Linked DNA regions of Cricetulus griseus: region 2 is linked to region 1. Evidence: chromatin contacts called from public Hi-C data. All regions are on one chromosome and are shown on one strand. Each heading gives the region's core, a stretch centred on a gene start, on an enhancer-like site or on the middle of the called end of the contact. The rest is flanking DNA. Distances are from core to core; before and after follow the strand shown. Region 1 overlaps LOC100759157 (aldehyde oxidase 2). Region 2 holds the start of Bzw1 (basic leucine zipper and W2 domain-containing protein 1).

Region 1 (7,928 bases), core at 3,068-5,567:
ACTGCTCATGTCCAGTCTTTTTTCTTGTCTTTTGTCAGTAGGCAAGCATTTAGCACTTAGTTCACTGAGCTATACACCCATCTTTCTTTTATGTTTTGTTTTGAGTCAGGATCTCACTAAGTTGCTTAGGTGCAGTTCATCTGCCTCAGTGGGCCACACAGCCAGAACCAAGGCCCCTTTCACTAGGTCTGGCTACTTCTAGGCTTTTGAATGCGACAGAGAAACTTCTACGCTGATTGTTTTTTCCTGCTTCTTGGAGCCAAAATAATTTCATCTCATACAAGTAATATCTTCTGGAGCAAAATGATTTTTCCAGAGCAAGCAAATGCCAAAGGGGGGAAAAAGGTTCTGAGTTAGTCTTCTACTATTAAGATATTTGCAAAGATGCTTTTGACTTTACAATTTTTTAAAGATTTATTTTTATTTTATGTAGGAAGCCGGTTCCTGCATTATAATGCTGCCTGAAGACACCAAGGTGTGAATTACTTCACAGGCGCTGGGTAATCTCCATTCCTTTGATCTCTGCCTATCCCGTGGCTCATTTTAGCCTGAGGAGCTAAAGCCATTCATAGGGTAATACGTCCCAGGCGGCTGGTCAGCCTTTTATAAGGGATGGTTTTCTTGGTTCAAATGTCTCCACTCTGGTAAAATGCATTAAAGCTTGTCTGCAGAAGGATCCGAGTGTCCTGCGTGTATTTCTTGCTGGCGAGGAATACAGAGCGGGCGCGGGACAATTTTATGTGTATGAGTGTTTGCCTGTATATAAGTCTATGCATGACACACATGCTTGATATCTGCAGAAGCCAGCAGCCAGTCTTAGATCCTCTGGAACTGGAGCTTCAGATGGCTGTGAGCCAGCATGAAGATGCTGGGAATAGAACCTGGGTCTTCTGCAAGAGCATCAAGTGCTTTTAACCACTGAGCCATCAATCCAGCCCAACTTTACAATTTCAGAGGGAGACTGACTGGCCCTTCTTACCTTGATGGTGAAAATCACAGGTTTCAGATCCTCATAGGTGATTTTTATCTTTTCAGTTGCTCGTTTTGCCTGAACATCAGTCTCTGCAACCACGGCACAGATGACCTGGCCCACACAGTGCACCTGTAGAGTACATACACAGCAGACAGAGAGCCAGGGGGATGGATCAGTGTGTAATGGTGCTCTCTGTACAAGCCTGTGGACCCGAAGTCCATCCCTGGAACCCATGTAAAGGCCGGTGGAGAGAGAAACAACTCCATAAAGCTGTCCTCTGACCTCCACATCTCCCACACTCTGCTCCATAATAAAAATAAATAAACTAATTTAAATAACTTAAAAGCAAACAGAATAGAAGCCAAGCTCAACTACACCCATGGTTGGCATCTTAGATGTTCTTATTGAACAGAAATAGCCATACCGGAGTCACATGTACTTGGGTAAAAATTTAAAAATAATAATAAAAAAAGAAGGCTTGCATTATACCCAGTGGTATAGCACTTGCCTAGCATGTGGAGACCCCTGGTTAGACCTCCAGCACCACACACAAAAAGTATGTATTATACAGTTTCACTCACTGGTCACTATACTCAGAAAGTATAAGTCCCAGAGATTGACTATAACATGAACCAGTTGAGTCCCCTGTCATGTTGTGTTTACATGCATCCTCCATCCTGTCACTTAAGAGCTTAATGTGTAAATGTGTGGCCTCTGTTGTCAAGTGACTGAACTTCCCAACCCCTTACTATGAGATTGCATTTGTTGGCAGGATCTCCACATAGGTTATTAACGTTGAGTGAGTGAGGCCATAAGAGTGGGGCTCTGTGCAATGTGACTATTGAGCCTATGAGAGAAGGAACAGAGAAAATGCAAAAGGAAGACAATGCAAAGGCAGCCATCAGCAAGCAAGAAGAGATTCTGCAGAGGGAGCCAGACCTGCTCACACCATGGCCTGGGCTCAGCTCCAGAACTATAAAAATCCATTTCCATTGTTTCAGCCTCCACCTTATGTACTTTTTTTGTGAGATGTATTTATTTTTACTTTATGTGGTTTGCCTTCATGTGTCTGTTGTGTAGCACATGCATATAGTGCCCACAGAGACCAGAAGAGGGCATTGGATACTGGGAACAGGAGTTACAGATAGTTGTGAGCTGCCATGTGGGTGCTGGGAATGGAACTCAGGACCTCTGGAAGAGCAGCCAGTGCTCTTAACCACTGAGGCATCTCTCCAGGCCATGTTTAGGTGGTTTTATTATGGCAGCCCCCAACAGACTGAAAAATGACAGTCAACCTCTTCTGATGAATTAAAAAACAAGCCCCCCCCCCCAAAAAAAACAACAAATAAAACACAAAACCCCACTGGTCTCCTTCAAGGCTGGAGGAGAGAGTGTGTGGATTTGCCTGAAATGTGATAATGGCCAGCACTTAGTGAGTCTTCATATGCCAGCCGCTGTCCTGGGTACCTTGAGTGTATTCACTTGTTTAACTCACTGTGATACAATGAGGTATGTTGTGATCATTCCTCCATTAAAGGTGGTGGACTTGAAAGGCTCGCAGTAGGTGGGAATGCTGGAACAGAAGCTGAGGTGCTTTAGTGGTCAGTAAATGATTGTTGAATTTGAATTTGAATGACAAGGCCAAGACCACTTAATAAACATAAAGCTAGGCCGGGCATTGGTGGCGCACACCTTTAATCCCAGTACTCGGGAGGCAGAGGCAGGTGGATCTCTGTGAGTTCGAGGCCAGCCTGGTCTCCAGAGCGAGTGCCAGGATAGGCTCCAAAGCTATACAGAGAAACCCTATCTTGAAAAAAAAAAACAAAAAACAAAACAAAACAAAAAACAAAACAAAACCCCCCAAATAACAACGACAACAAAAAACATAGAGCTAGTGAAGGAAAGTGAGACCTGGTGGGAGCTCCATATAAGAGGGTGTGGCTGTGGTCCTCCCCCACCTCCTTTCTAGATCTTTCTAGAGCATTCTATCCTAATATAGATCAGTTCCATACATTTACTCTTCAGATAAGTTCAGATAAATGAACTCAAAGGCACATAGTGGCTGAATCAGGTCTATAATTAGTTTTTGTTTAATATGTTATTTCCTAATTTCAGAAAGGCAAGGTTAATAGAGGCACTGGGGTAGAGAGCAGCTAGGGTCATGGCACTTCTACACCTCCATGGTAGAAAAAAACTGGGAGGCAAGGACAGTTGACTGACAGGGGTCCTTGGGTGACTACTTTCACAGGCGTCTGAGAAAACACGTCCCATTCATACCTCATCTACAGCCAGTAATTTGTCATCGTCATCACCATTGGTGCCTGGAATGTCTTCAGCTGTAATAACATCAACCACACCAGGTAGGGTAAAGACCTCAGATGAATCAATTGATCTGAACACAGGAGACATTTAAGAAGGAGACATCAGCAAATTTTGAGGGTCTCAGACCCAAGGGAAAATGGGATGTAGTTGAAAATAAAAATATGTAGCAACGAATCCAGTTGGGCAACCAGAGTGGACCTGCCATGGAGTAGACTCCAGGAGACCTGCTGCAGGACCGGGAGGTAACACTTCAGCTGCTGCAGCCGGCATTGAGACAGGTCCCCTTTGGAAGTGTGTGGCAGTATTTGTTTCCTAATCAATAATGAAGCTGGTGTTTCAGTGTAGCAGAGTGTCTCTGAGTCACACATGAGGCTGCAGGGGGGTTGAAGTTTTATGACCTTGGAGAGCAAACAAAAGTACCATAACTTTTTATTTTTTTGAGACAGAGTCTCGTGTAGTCCACCTGGGCCTGGAACTAGCTATGTAAGTGAGGATGATCCTGAACTTCTGATCCTCTTGCCTCTACCTGCTGGGATTACAGTGGTTTACATGTGTGCTGGTTTTACATGGTGCTAAGGATTGTACCTTAGGCTTTGTGCATGGTGTTCCAAAGTGTTCCAGAACTCTACCAACTGAGCTGTATCCCTAGTGCCTACACCCTCCCCCGGCTCTCAAGATGGTCATTTCTAGATATACTCTCTTCCTTATGGAACTCTTTGGGCCAGGACATTGCAGAAGAGGGCACAGTCCTTTGAAGCAACCCCTAGGTATACCTTTAAAAGGTTTTTTGAAAAGCTTTGCTTTACTTACATGATTTTTGCATGAGCCCTGGTACTGGTCACTAAAGCCATGAAAAGTTCTTTATCCACCCTGGGGATGTCATCACAAAATATGGCTTCCCCTGTGGCATGTTTAAGACCTGACAGATGCATGATGGGACGTCCAACTGGATCTTGGAGAGGCTGATGAGGATCCACTCTCTATAGAGAAAGACAGAGTTAGTCCAGAAACCTTTCATCTTGGGTGGTCTGGGTGACTCAGCAGGCAGTTCCATTGGGCAACAAACACTGGAGCTGGTCAGAGGATGAGCATGACCATTTCATGATGTAACTAGAATACAGAATTGTCATTTCTGTTTGGTGGCAATGTCTCTGACAGGCCAACATTTTGACAGAACGGTGAAGTAGGTGAAAGGACTCTTTAGTTCCTGCATTTGTGGTACCCTGAGCTCCTTTGTTCCTGACAATTTAGGTCTCTCTGTCCTGCTTGCTCACTCTTCCAATGGCAAACCTGCTCATGCCAATCATTCTGATGAGGCCTAGAGTGATACAGCGTGCCCCACAGCGACCGACCAAAATCTGAGTGAGAACTCTAAGTGTGACTCACCAGGGCCTCTGGCAACAGGGTGGGAAGGAATGGGAACAGAATCCTCCAGATGCAGACTGATTTCGAAAGAGTTTATTCTGGAACTTTTCTCTGAGGCTGCAGTGGTGTGTGTGTGTGTGTGTGTGTGTGTGTGTGTGTGTGTGTGTAGAGGAGCAGAGGATGGGGAGGGCTGTGTACCAGCAAGAACAGCTCATTTCTAGACTGTCCTTCTGACCAGCTTAGTCACTTGCAAGCCTCTTGTTTACTGACTGGAGATTAAACATACACAGTTTGGACTGAGTCCCTGGACTCTGCTACTCTTCTGGGTAGGTATTAAACAAACGCCCCAAAAATATCACATTAAAGTGACAATGACTGTCTGCTGGAAAACCACTCTGGCAGAGCAGTCCTGTGCTCCTCTAACACCTGCTCTTGGGGTTGAGAACCTCCTGATTAGAAACACTTAGAAAGAACTGAAAATCACCCCTGTGAATAGCTTGCTTGGTCCACACAGCTCCAGCTTATCTCTCAGGATAGGTTTCAGTGAAATCAAACTCACTGACCTGGTATGTTTGGACTCCCTGGGGTAGTGTGACCTGGAAATCTTCCAGAGCGCTCAGGAACCGGTCTGCAATCACTGGATAATGCTGGCTGTCCTGGAATGGCTCAGCACAGTGAGAGAGACTGGTTAGTCTGGATCAAGTTGGGTTTGGGTTATGTAGAATGACTCCTAGTGCACTGCGGGGTGGCCTAGTTACCCCTCCCCCCAGAGTTTCACTTTTTTGTGACCCTGGTGCCCCCTCACCCCCTATGCAAGCAAGGGCTTGGATGACTGGCTAGATCTGATCTTCATGTCCCTGGAGGGAAAGGTCTGCTAATGAGCTAGGAGATTGTGTGTGTGTGTGTGTGTGTGTGTGTGTGTGTGTGTGTGTGTGTGTGTGTTAGGAAGGCAACTCTAGGCTGAATAAGCCATCCCAGAATAAGCTAGAGACCATGGTTCACAAAATGAAAAAAAAATTCTGAATGCTTTTTCCAGGATCTTTTTTCTAAGGCTGGAAGACTTCTCTGGTGTCCTAACTGAGAAATGAAGGTCTTTGTCTGAAATTCAGAGGTTAGGGACAGTGGCCATGGGGACTGTGGCCATGGGGCAGGAGTGGCTGAGGAACAGAGTACAGGGAAGGATGAGAGCTGTGATTACTGTCAGGGAAGGGTTGAAAGAGTGAGAGGGCAAGGCAGGGAGAACAGGTATGAGAGTAAATATTTTGCTTAACTTATTCCAGAAGTTTGTAATCAGAAAACCTAGAACGCCATTTAGATAGTAATATATACATCAGTTGTTGACTTTTTGAAACATAAAAATTGAACGTCACATTCCACAATGATTACAAAATGCTAGACTAAGCAAAGTGAAACTTCAGTCCCACAAAGCAGATTAGTGTTTGTCTGGACAGGGATGGAATGATGGCACAAAGGGGACAAGGGGATTCTTTGGGGTGATGAAAATGTGTTATGTTTAGTTTCAGTTGGTGGCTCCATAGGTATACATTGTGTACTAAAACAGGTGGGCTAAATTATATATTATTTGTCTCATGTTTTACTGTAAATTGTGATTTAATAAAGTTTATTTTAAAAGAAAAAAATTACAGAGTGGAGACAGAGACCTTGGAATGTTTCTGTGCTGGGGCATGATAAACACCTGAGAACTGAAAGTCGTTTGTTGGGGCTAAATCCCAGGACAAACACTGGGCTGACAAAGGCTGACCCAGATCGAAGCCTTCTAGAAGATGGTAACAGGCTCCCCTCAAGACAAATGGCACAAGCAGCAACAAAGCTAGGAACCCTTGGTAGCAAGGAGCTGACAGAGGCAGCGTTATGGTTTGAATTTTGTCTTCCCAAATCTCTATGTTGAAGTCCAAACCTCCAGAAATTCAGAGTGTGACCTATCCAAACAAGCTGGGATGTTTACTATGGTGGTAATGAATTAGAATTGGCTGACATTATGGCTGACGTCCTCTTAGAAGGACACATTTGGATGTAAACATGCACACAGGGGCTGTGTTGTGTAAAGGCAACAGCAGGGTAGTTCCTACAAGGTAAAGAACTGTAAAGGTCACTAGCAAGCCACCAGAAGCTAGACCAAGCCACCTGAAGCTGTGTGAAAGGTGTGGAATAGAGCCTCGTAGTCCTCAGGAGGAACTGGCTCTGATGATGCCTCTGGTTTTTGTTTATTATATATTTTTGAGATGGGTGTCACTCTGTAGCTCAGATGGGCCTTGAACTCATAGTGAACTCAGCCTCCTGCTACCTGATGGCACCTTGGGCAAGGCCTTTAGCCTCAGTACTGTGAGGCCATGACTCTGTGTGAGCGCATTTGCCACTGTTCTCCAGTGCACTTACAGTAGACTCTGAGGACAGCTTTACTTTTCTCTTCAGTTCCTGCAGAACCTCCAGGTAGAACTTGAAGAGGAAGCTGACCATCAGAGTCCTCTTGTACTCCACTTTACCCCCCAGAGCTGAGCCCGGGAGGGAGACTTCATCCAGAAGCCTCCTGCAAGCCTCGTCCAGCATGAGTGCATTCCAGTGCCTGATACAGCGGGAGTTGAGAAGATCCAGTTAAAGGGCAGTCTGATTGCATGGAAACTGGCATTTTAGTCCCCAGAGTCTCTCTTAGAAATTGTGTTAACAAGGGTCTCTGGAAAAATCCAAGTGGCTGAGTGAGAATGGGACCTTTCCCATTGCAACATAAATCAAGCATGTGCCAGAGGCAGAATATTCTAGAACCATTCCAGAATATTCCAGAACAGAGCAGAACCTAGACTTGGATGCTGCCTTTACCTAGGGAGAAATAGTGTGCCCCTGTGTGGGAGTACTGGGCTCTACTTGGAGAGGGCAGCTGAGTGTTCATAACCAGGGGAAAGGGGGCTAGATGAGAAAATATCACCTGCAGGTTGGACTCAGGCCTGGGCCATTTTTGTTGTGTCCCTCACCCCAAAAGTGACTTAATTGAAACCAAATAATGTGGAATTAATTCAGCAAAATTAAAGAAGGAACAAGCAGTGATTTTTTTTTCTTTACTAGTCTGGGTTTCCATCATTCCAGGGCTTTATCAACAGTTGTCAGGGCCAGTTTATTTTTCCCATCATCAAGGTTCCTTCTCTTGAAGGTGCAGTGCTCATGACTTACCTGCCGACAAGCTGCTGGCAGGATCTGTGAGCACTGATGGTGGTGGGCCCCACCCCTCCGTAGGCGATGCTCAGGTCTTCAATGA
Region 2 (7,928 bases), core at 3,626-6,125, 67 kb before region 1:
GAGTTTGCTCGATGGCTAAGTGCACCAGCTCCATCCCTAGTACCCACATGGCAGTCCAGGGAAAGACATGCAAGCAAAATACTAATGTACACAAATAAAAATAAAAACAAAACACAATATAACCAAAACACATCCCTCTTGTTGAGCTTGTCAAAAGCTCACATTCTGGCTTTTCAATTATCTCTATATTTCACTTCTCTTAATTACACCCACAAAACCCAGATACTTACCCAGCATTCCACCAGCCACCAGAATGTCAAAGAGTGTTTCTGCATAGCGGCGGTAGTCAAGTTTTGCTCCAGAAGCATCAAGAAACTTAGCTACTGCTTCCAAATCAGCACCAGTTTCAGTTAAGCCTTGAACAATACAGTCTTGAAACTGAGTAGGGTCAAACCTCTCTTTTTCATCTGGAGGGAGGAAAACAAAAAAGTTATTGAAGATGGTACAACCAGCACCTTATAAAGTAAGACCATCTACTGAGTTTTGTTTAATTTAATAGCTGGAAAAAGGCAAGTACCCAAGACTTGGAACAAGTAGGCTTGACAGGAGAAACATTAGTTTAGACACCTCAGTGTCCCTCCTGCAAGTTCAAGGCAGGATGACCTACCTGGTCAATACCATGTGGCTACTCCAATTCTGTAAGCTGAAGTGCTGGGCTTCCTGCTCCCACTGTCACCAAACTGCTCTAATGAACACTAATCTATACCAGCCATTGGTGGTACAAGCCTTTTATTCCAGCACTAGGAAGGTAGAGGCAGGTGGACCTGAGTTCCAGGCCAGCCTGTTCTATCTAGTGAGATCCCGTCTGAAAAACAAATAAAAACAAAACCCCTTAAACCTTTCTCTGAAAATTTGCACTCAAGTTCCCCGTCCCCAGGGTTATAGTTATCTGCCTAAACTTGCACTTCCATGTGCTACAGAACTGAGTACAGAGCTTTATTAGGTTGATACAGTGTCTTCCTAACTGGTATCCATTTTATTAAGACATTCTCTCACTGGATCTAGAGCTCACTGATTTGGCTAGACTGGCTGGGATCCACTGGCCTCTGCCTCTCCACGCTGAATCACAAACATGAGCTGCTATGCCTGGCTTTTATGTGGCTAACAGGGATCAAATGCAAGTCTTCATGCTTGTGAGGCAAGCACTATACTCAGCTCTTCAGTCCCTTTTTTGTTTGTTTTTGAGACAGGGTCTCATTTGCCTCAGGGTAGCCTATAACTCACTATGACTTTCAATTTATGATCCTTCAGCTTCCATATCAGCTCTGGAACAGATCCTAGGGCTCTATACATGCTAGACAAGCACTCTAACAAACTACATCTTTTTCTTTTGTTTTTTCCTGAGACAGGGTCTCTACTAGCCCTGGATGTCCTAGAACCCACTATGTAGACCAGCCTGGCCTTGAACTCAGAGACCTGCCTGTCTGTACCTTCAGAGTACTAGGATTAAAGGTGTGTGTCACCATTGCCTGGCTGTTTTGTGTTTTTTTTTTTTTTTTTTTTTTTTTTTTTTGAGACAAGGTTTTACTATGTAGCTGTATGTATGACCATATCACTCTTATCCAGAAGGGAAATCAGAGAATTATATAACTGGAAGACTATATTGTCTAGTAGCTCAGAGCATGTGCCCTTAAGTCAAAACACCTGATTGTTGGGCTGGGCATGGTGACACACACCTTTAATCCCAGCACTTGAGAGGCAAAGGCAGGATATATGAGCTTGAGGCTAGCCTGGTCTACACAGTGAGTTCCAGAGGTCCTACCTCAACAAACAAAACCCACAGTAATGAAACCCTAGTTCCCCCTATATCCTGTGCATCTATGCAACTAGTCACTTTCCTCTTTTAAATAGTAAATGCCTACGAGGATGTATGTTTACCACGTGTGTGCCTGGACTCTGAGGAGGCCAGAAGTGGGTACTGTATCCCTGATATTGGAGATACAGGCAGATGTGAGCTGCCTGGTGTGGATGCTGGGACTCAAACCCAGATACTCTGCAAGAACATCAACTGCTCTTAATTGCTGAAGCATCTCTTCCAGGAACAAACAAGCCATTTTCAGTACCTATAAATCTTACAAAGTAACATGTACCTCATAGTTTCTGTGGTTACTAAATACAAGGCAGCAGCACACAGCCTTTACTGAATTATCTAATCCTCACATTCTCTAGGGCTTCACATGATAGGCAAGTGCTCTGCCACTGATGGGCACCCCAGCCCTTTGTCTTGCTTTGTCAATTTATGTTACATGATGATATTTGAATTTTCACTTTTGTCAGCTGAAGCCAGACAATACTTGATTTCTTTACACACAACTAGAGAGAAATTATTTTTTCAAAGATTTAATTTTACTAAAAGTCCTGTTTTCAAAACTCCCTTAAGTCAAAGCAAACACATATTTATACCCTGAACCAGGAGGCCAGGAGATTCTTTTTTTGGTTTGTTTTTACTTTTGGGGGGGGGGGGCTTAAAGACACTCCATTATGCCACACTATACCAAGCATAAAAGACCTTTACCTGGATTTAAGGAAGTGACACTTCCCAGATGCTAATGATAAAAGTTACTTGTTACTATAATTATATCAAGATGATGCCAGGAATCCACGGAACACACAGAATACATACTTTTCTTCTTCTTCTTCATTATTATTATTGTTTGTTTTTTCCAGACAGGGTTTCTCTGTGGCTTTGGAGGCTGTCCTGGAACTTGCTCTGGTAGACCAGGCTGGTCTCGGACTCACAAAGATCCGCCTGCCTCCCGAGTGCTGGGATTAAAGACGTGTGCCACCACCACCCCACTGTTTTAGTTTTTTGAGACAGGGTTTTCTGTGTAGCGCTGGCAGTCATGGAACTCGATTTGTAGACCAGGTGTCCTTGAACTCAAGAGATCTGCCTGCCTCTGCCTCCCAAATGCTGGGATTAAAGACAATAGTTCTAGGTTCAATCCCCAAGTTGGATTGCCAGTAGAAGCTCAGGCCTTTAATCCCAGCACTTGGAGGGCACTGGAGGCCAGACTGAGCTACAATCTGAGAACCTTAAAGAAAGAAAATTACAACGTGAACTGTATTCTACAATTTCATAAAATCTGATTTTTCTCCCACACATCTTTTCCAAGACCTAGAGTATGTTAGACAATCTATCAATGAGCTCCCCTTTCATAGATCTCCATAAAATCTTGGTGAAACTACCGATTTAAGGAGTGCCCCCCTTTGTTTTAGCCTTCTTGGTTCAAACAAACTCTGGTACATGCCTTTCATCCCAGGAGGCAGAAGTAGGCAGATCTCTGTGAGTTCAAGGCCAGTTTAGTCTACAAAATGGGTTCCAGGACAGTAGTCAGAGCTGTTACAGAGAAACCATGTCTTAAACAAAGAACCCTATCATCTTAAAAGCACAGCTTTTTCCTTAGCCACTACTTTTCACATTAAAAGGAATACTGATACTTAAAAAGTGAAGACTTAAGAAAACAGTAGAAACAAGTTGTGTCATCTGAAATAGCAATCAACTAGAAACCCAAGTTTCTGTTATTTTCTCTCTTGAAGGTTTAGTAACATGCAGCTGACTGTGAGAGCAACCAAGATACAAAACGTCTGAAAAGTTAAGGGAGATACAAATAATTACCTCTTTTTCTGGTTTTAAAACGCTGGCCTGATAGCGTTGGTTTTTGCTGCTTTTGATTATTCATAAAAGACACCCTAGGGGAAAAAAAAACAAAACAGAAACAGGGTCTTAAAAGCCATCTGTGACAGTAACGTTAAATTCTAAAACAAAGTATCAAACCTTAAGTCAAAATCACAACTCATCAAACCCAAAACACTTTCCGTTCACAGGCAGCAGAGGCAATGCAGGTTAAGTGTCCCTCTACAAGAGCCCCTTAAACGAAATAAGTCCTGGAACTACACCTCGCTATGACATTACACTGTCACCCTGTCTGGTGGCAAATCGCCTACACAAGCCTAACTGCTCAGTCTCTTCTACCCTGCCCTTTGCATCGCCCACTTCTTCTAAGTAGCCAGAACTCAGCGGACTGTCACGGACCGCCACGAGCTAGCTACCTATCCATCCAAGGGAGTCCCTCCTGAACAGGAGCACCGCCCTCACTCCAAAGTGGCGCCTGAGCTTGCACCCTTCCAAGCTGCAAAACCCAGAGCTGGCCGCAAACGCTACAGCCCAAGCCGCCGCCGCAGCCGCCGCCTCCTCCTCCCCGGGGCACGCGTCTCCGCATCCACACCCTTTCCCGTGCCTCCCGCCTCGGAGGGTCCGACTGACGGGCCCCAGCGCGCCGTGGGTCCTTCTCCACTGACCCTGTCGCCTGCGGTGGTGGCCGCCGCGCCGAGCGGACCACAGGCGCCGAGGCGCTGCGCGCCGGGGCCCCCGCCGCCCCGTACATCCGCCCGCCCTCCGCGAAAGCAGCGGCGGAGGCGGCGGCCGGGCGGTGGTGGCGGCGGCTGCGCCCCGCCCGCCGAACCCCCCACGCGTACATCACCCAACAGAGGCCGCGGCGGCTTTGTTACCCAGGCCGGCGGGGCGCACACGGGGCGCGCCGCCACCCCGGCGCCCCGCGGGCCTCGCGCCCGCCCGCCCGCCTGCCCGCCCGCCACAGCGGCGGCCCCGGCCACGAATCCAGGCCCCGGGCTCCGCCGGCCCCACCGAACCGCGCCGCCACCCTCGCTCTCCGCCGGGCCCCGGAGCGCCGCCAACCCCCGGCCCTGCGCCGCACTCGCCTCACCGAATTTAAGGCGAAGAGAAAAGAGCCAGAAATCCCCGAGCTGGCGGCAACTGCGGCGCTGTCTCCTCTGCGACCGGAACTAACGCGAGCAGAAGAGGAGGAAGAGGCGCCACCCCCGCCCGGCGGCCTGCTATCGCGAGATTTCTCCTCTGCGCCAGTTCGCACCCGGCCTGCCGGGGACGCGGGGTGGCAGCCGGGGTACCGACGACCTCGGCGGGGGTAGGACTCTTTAAGCCGCTTTGAAGCCCTAGGCTGCCCGGATTCTCGTACCCGGGAAGCTCATCTGTCTCTCCTCCCCCGCCGCATCCTCCGGCCTCTCCGCCCGGGGCGGGGGTGAAAGGCTGGAGCCGCCCCTCGACCTGGCGCGAGTTGGACCCGTCCGCCCCGTCCCGGGGGTGGGGGGAGCTGGGCGGCGAGCGTAAAGGCCGGGGCCGCGGGAGGGCTCTGTTGGGCCCCGGCAGGTCCCCCACTCTGTCTGCCTGGCCGGGGTCCTCTGCAGCTGGCTGGGCCTCTATGCTCTGCGGGGCCGAGGGCAAGTGTGACCCCTGCCTGCCCCCAAGCCTTACAAGCGGTGCCTGTCCCCAGACTGTGGTGGACTGCGGACTTGTTAAAACAGATTGCGAGGCCCCCCTCCCCGCAGAGTTTGTAATTGGTCCTGCTGCAGGACCCAAGAATGAGCCTTTATCACAGAGTCTCCGAGACGCAGGTATTGCCAGTGGAGAGGGGCCACACTCTGAGGACCTGCAGAAGGTGTATATTCTTGGGGACATCACATAAAACTGCGCCGGCACCCTGTTTGTGCCCTTTTCGTCTGCTTCCTCGATCTCCTACCAGAGAAACCCTGACATCGGGATTTGTCCTTAAAATCACCTTCCCGTCCCAACCTCCCTTTCTTAACCATACATATCGGTAAAAAACCAGTGTGTATTTGTTAATCACCTTCCTAACGCTCTGACCGCTGCCTTCGCCTACAGACTTACACGGAAAATTACTTATTAGAGTTGTTTCCTGAAGTTATAGGAAAATCCTGGCATTCTTAGTCTTTGCCCTCCTTGCCTTGTAATGTTTAGTGTGTTCCAGGTCTTCTTAGAACCTTGCTCTGGGTATTCGGGTCACTCAGTAGCCGACCCCCGTTTCTGTGCCTACACCTTCAATCTTCCTTACTCATACATACAAAGTGCCTGTGTTCTTGGGGACTTAACGTTTACTACATTTAAAGGGGTTTTAGATTCACCTCTAAGTCATTAAGCTGCACTTTCTTGGATCTAGGCACTATCCCTTTCCAAACTGAAGGAATAGGAAGAACCTGACCTCTTGGAGATACTACTGCAGGTAGCCAGTGGGACTGAACTTTGGTGGCACCTGGGAAGTCTGTGGAGCATAGGTGGAAAGTGATGGGAGTCAGGGCATTTCTTTTGAAGTCTTATTTTTCATAGTCTGTGTCATAGACTACCATTTCCCCATATTATTTTTGTTTCTGATTTGTTAAGAGTACAATATTTAACTAAAGAGCTGTGTTTGTATTGTGTGTGAGAGACATTCTCCTAAGCACTTTATTCAGTGTATTGAATTCTTGAGACTGCCTTACGACCTTGACACTATTGTTAGTTTTCTCTTGTTGGGAAAAGAAGGCACCAAGGTCAGTTAACTTGTCCAAGGTCATATAGAACTGTTAGTGGAAGAGCTAGCTCAGTTGGAACCCGGCAGTCTGGCTCCACCAGTATAATGAACTGCCTGGTTAAACGAGAGCTAGAGCCAGAGATGACAAGTTAGGGAGGCCCATAAAACTTGATCTGCATTTGTCAGATCATATCCTGTCTTTGTCTTTTTTTTTAAATTTATTTTTATTTTGTGAGCATTGGTATTTTGCCTACATGTTTGTCTGGAGTTACAGGCAGTTGTGAACTGCCATGTAGGTGCTGGGAATTGAACCCAGGTCCACTGGAAGAGCAGCCAGTGCTCTTAACTGCTCAGCCATCTCTCCAATTGTCCTTACTTTGTATTTTTAAGACATAGTCTTGATATGTTGCCAAGGCTGGCCTTGAACTGGCAATATTCCTACATCAGCTTTTCAGGTGCTAGGCACCAGTCACCAAGCCTAGTTGATTTATGTTTCTGTTCCCCCTAACTCAATGGGGCTTCCTCATAGTACTCTTTCTTTCTTCACACTTCCAGGTGATCTTCCTTAATGTAGCCCACTTTCTTTCTCATTAGTGTTTACATTCCTTCATGCAAGGCCACAGGAATACCATTTTTCCACCTTTACTTCCTATACCATTGATAGCTTTTTATTGAGTCCTTACTCCATCTCAAGCAGTGAACAATCCTTGATACTAAACTAAACTCATACTAAAGTTAAAAGGTTATGTTCATTAAAAACTGAAACATGACTTGGGGGATAACTGTGTGGGTAAAATGTTTTCCACATACTATGAGGACTAAAATTCAAACTTTCAGAGACCACATAGAAGTCGGGTGTTCATGGCAGTCCACCAGTGCAGGGCAAATGGAGGAAGGGAGTCCCTGGAGCAGGGTGGCCAGCCAGCCAAACCACATATTCAAGTTCCATGTTCAATTGAGAGATTCTGCTTTGCCAAGTGTGGTAATACACTCCTTTAATCCCAGTGTTCAGGAGGCACAGGCGGGGTGGTAGCCTATGAGATCCAGGACAACCTGATCTACATAATGAGTTTCAGTCAGCCAGAATTACACAATGAGACCCTGTGACCTTTCAGGAGTAAGAGAGATTGAGATATCTCAGAAAATGAGGTAGAAAATCCAGCCATCCACACCCATGTACATACATACACTCAGGAACATGTACGTATGCAAAACACTAAAACATACTCAAACATTCCCTATTACAGAAACAATCTCGTTTCCTGATTCATATTCTTGGGTGGGAGGGAATATGGTAGGCTAGTGTGGGGAATATTGTTTATAACTATATTCTGGTAGAAAACCTTCCTAGACAACTCAACTCCACCGGTCAGCCAGGATACATTGTGTCTTCCCTTCTCTTGATCGATAGGTTCTTCGGATTCTGTCAAAAATTCTACCTACTATGTCTAGCTTACCTTAGCTGCTGCTTTCCCCAAACCTTCCTGAGTGGTGTTTCGAATGTGAATACATTCCTTGTCAAAATCCTGCCCACTATGTCTAGCTTACCTTAGCTACTACTTTCCCCAGACTTTCCTGAGTAGT

The links. A called contact is a pair of places that touch in the nucleus more often than the background predicts.
Region 2: a contact with region 1 is called in a Hi-C map of the CHO-K1 cell line, with 2.3 times the contacts expected there. The contact joins the promoter of Bzw1 here to the enhancer-like site in region 1. A contact is called at or near these places in 2 of 8 Hi-C or Micro-C datasets (the CHO-K1 cell line and fibroblasts).

The regions. Positions count from the first base shown.
Region 1 is chr2:412,714,265-412,722,192 of CriGri-PICRH-1.0, reverse strand. LOC100759157 (aldehyde oxidase 2) reads right to left here. Exons shown (of 35, transcript NM_001292060.1): 14 at 7,844-7,928; 15 at 7,058-7,244; 16 at 5,224-5,316; 17 at 4,106-4,275; 18 at 3,251-3,365; 19 at 980-1,102. Among named protein-coding and RNA genes, the nearest start is that of Bzw1, 67 kb to the left of the region's middle. Within about 2 kb of position 4,317, at least 4 of the 6 cell types and tissues checked have open chromatin away from gene starts, as enhancers often do. A contact at or near this core is called in the CHO-K1 cell line and fibroblasts, where this site is marked.
Region 2 is chr2:412,782,139-412,790,066 of CriGri-PICRH-1.0, reverse strand. It overlaps Bzw1 (basic leucine zipper and W2 domain-containing protein 1), which reads right to left and starts at 4,875. Exons shown (of 12, transcript XM_027396940.2): 1 at 4,725-4,875; 2 at 3,617-3,690; 3 at 231-407. The coding sequence starts at 3,680.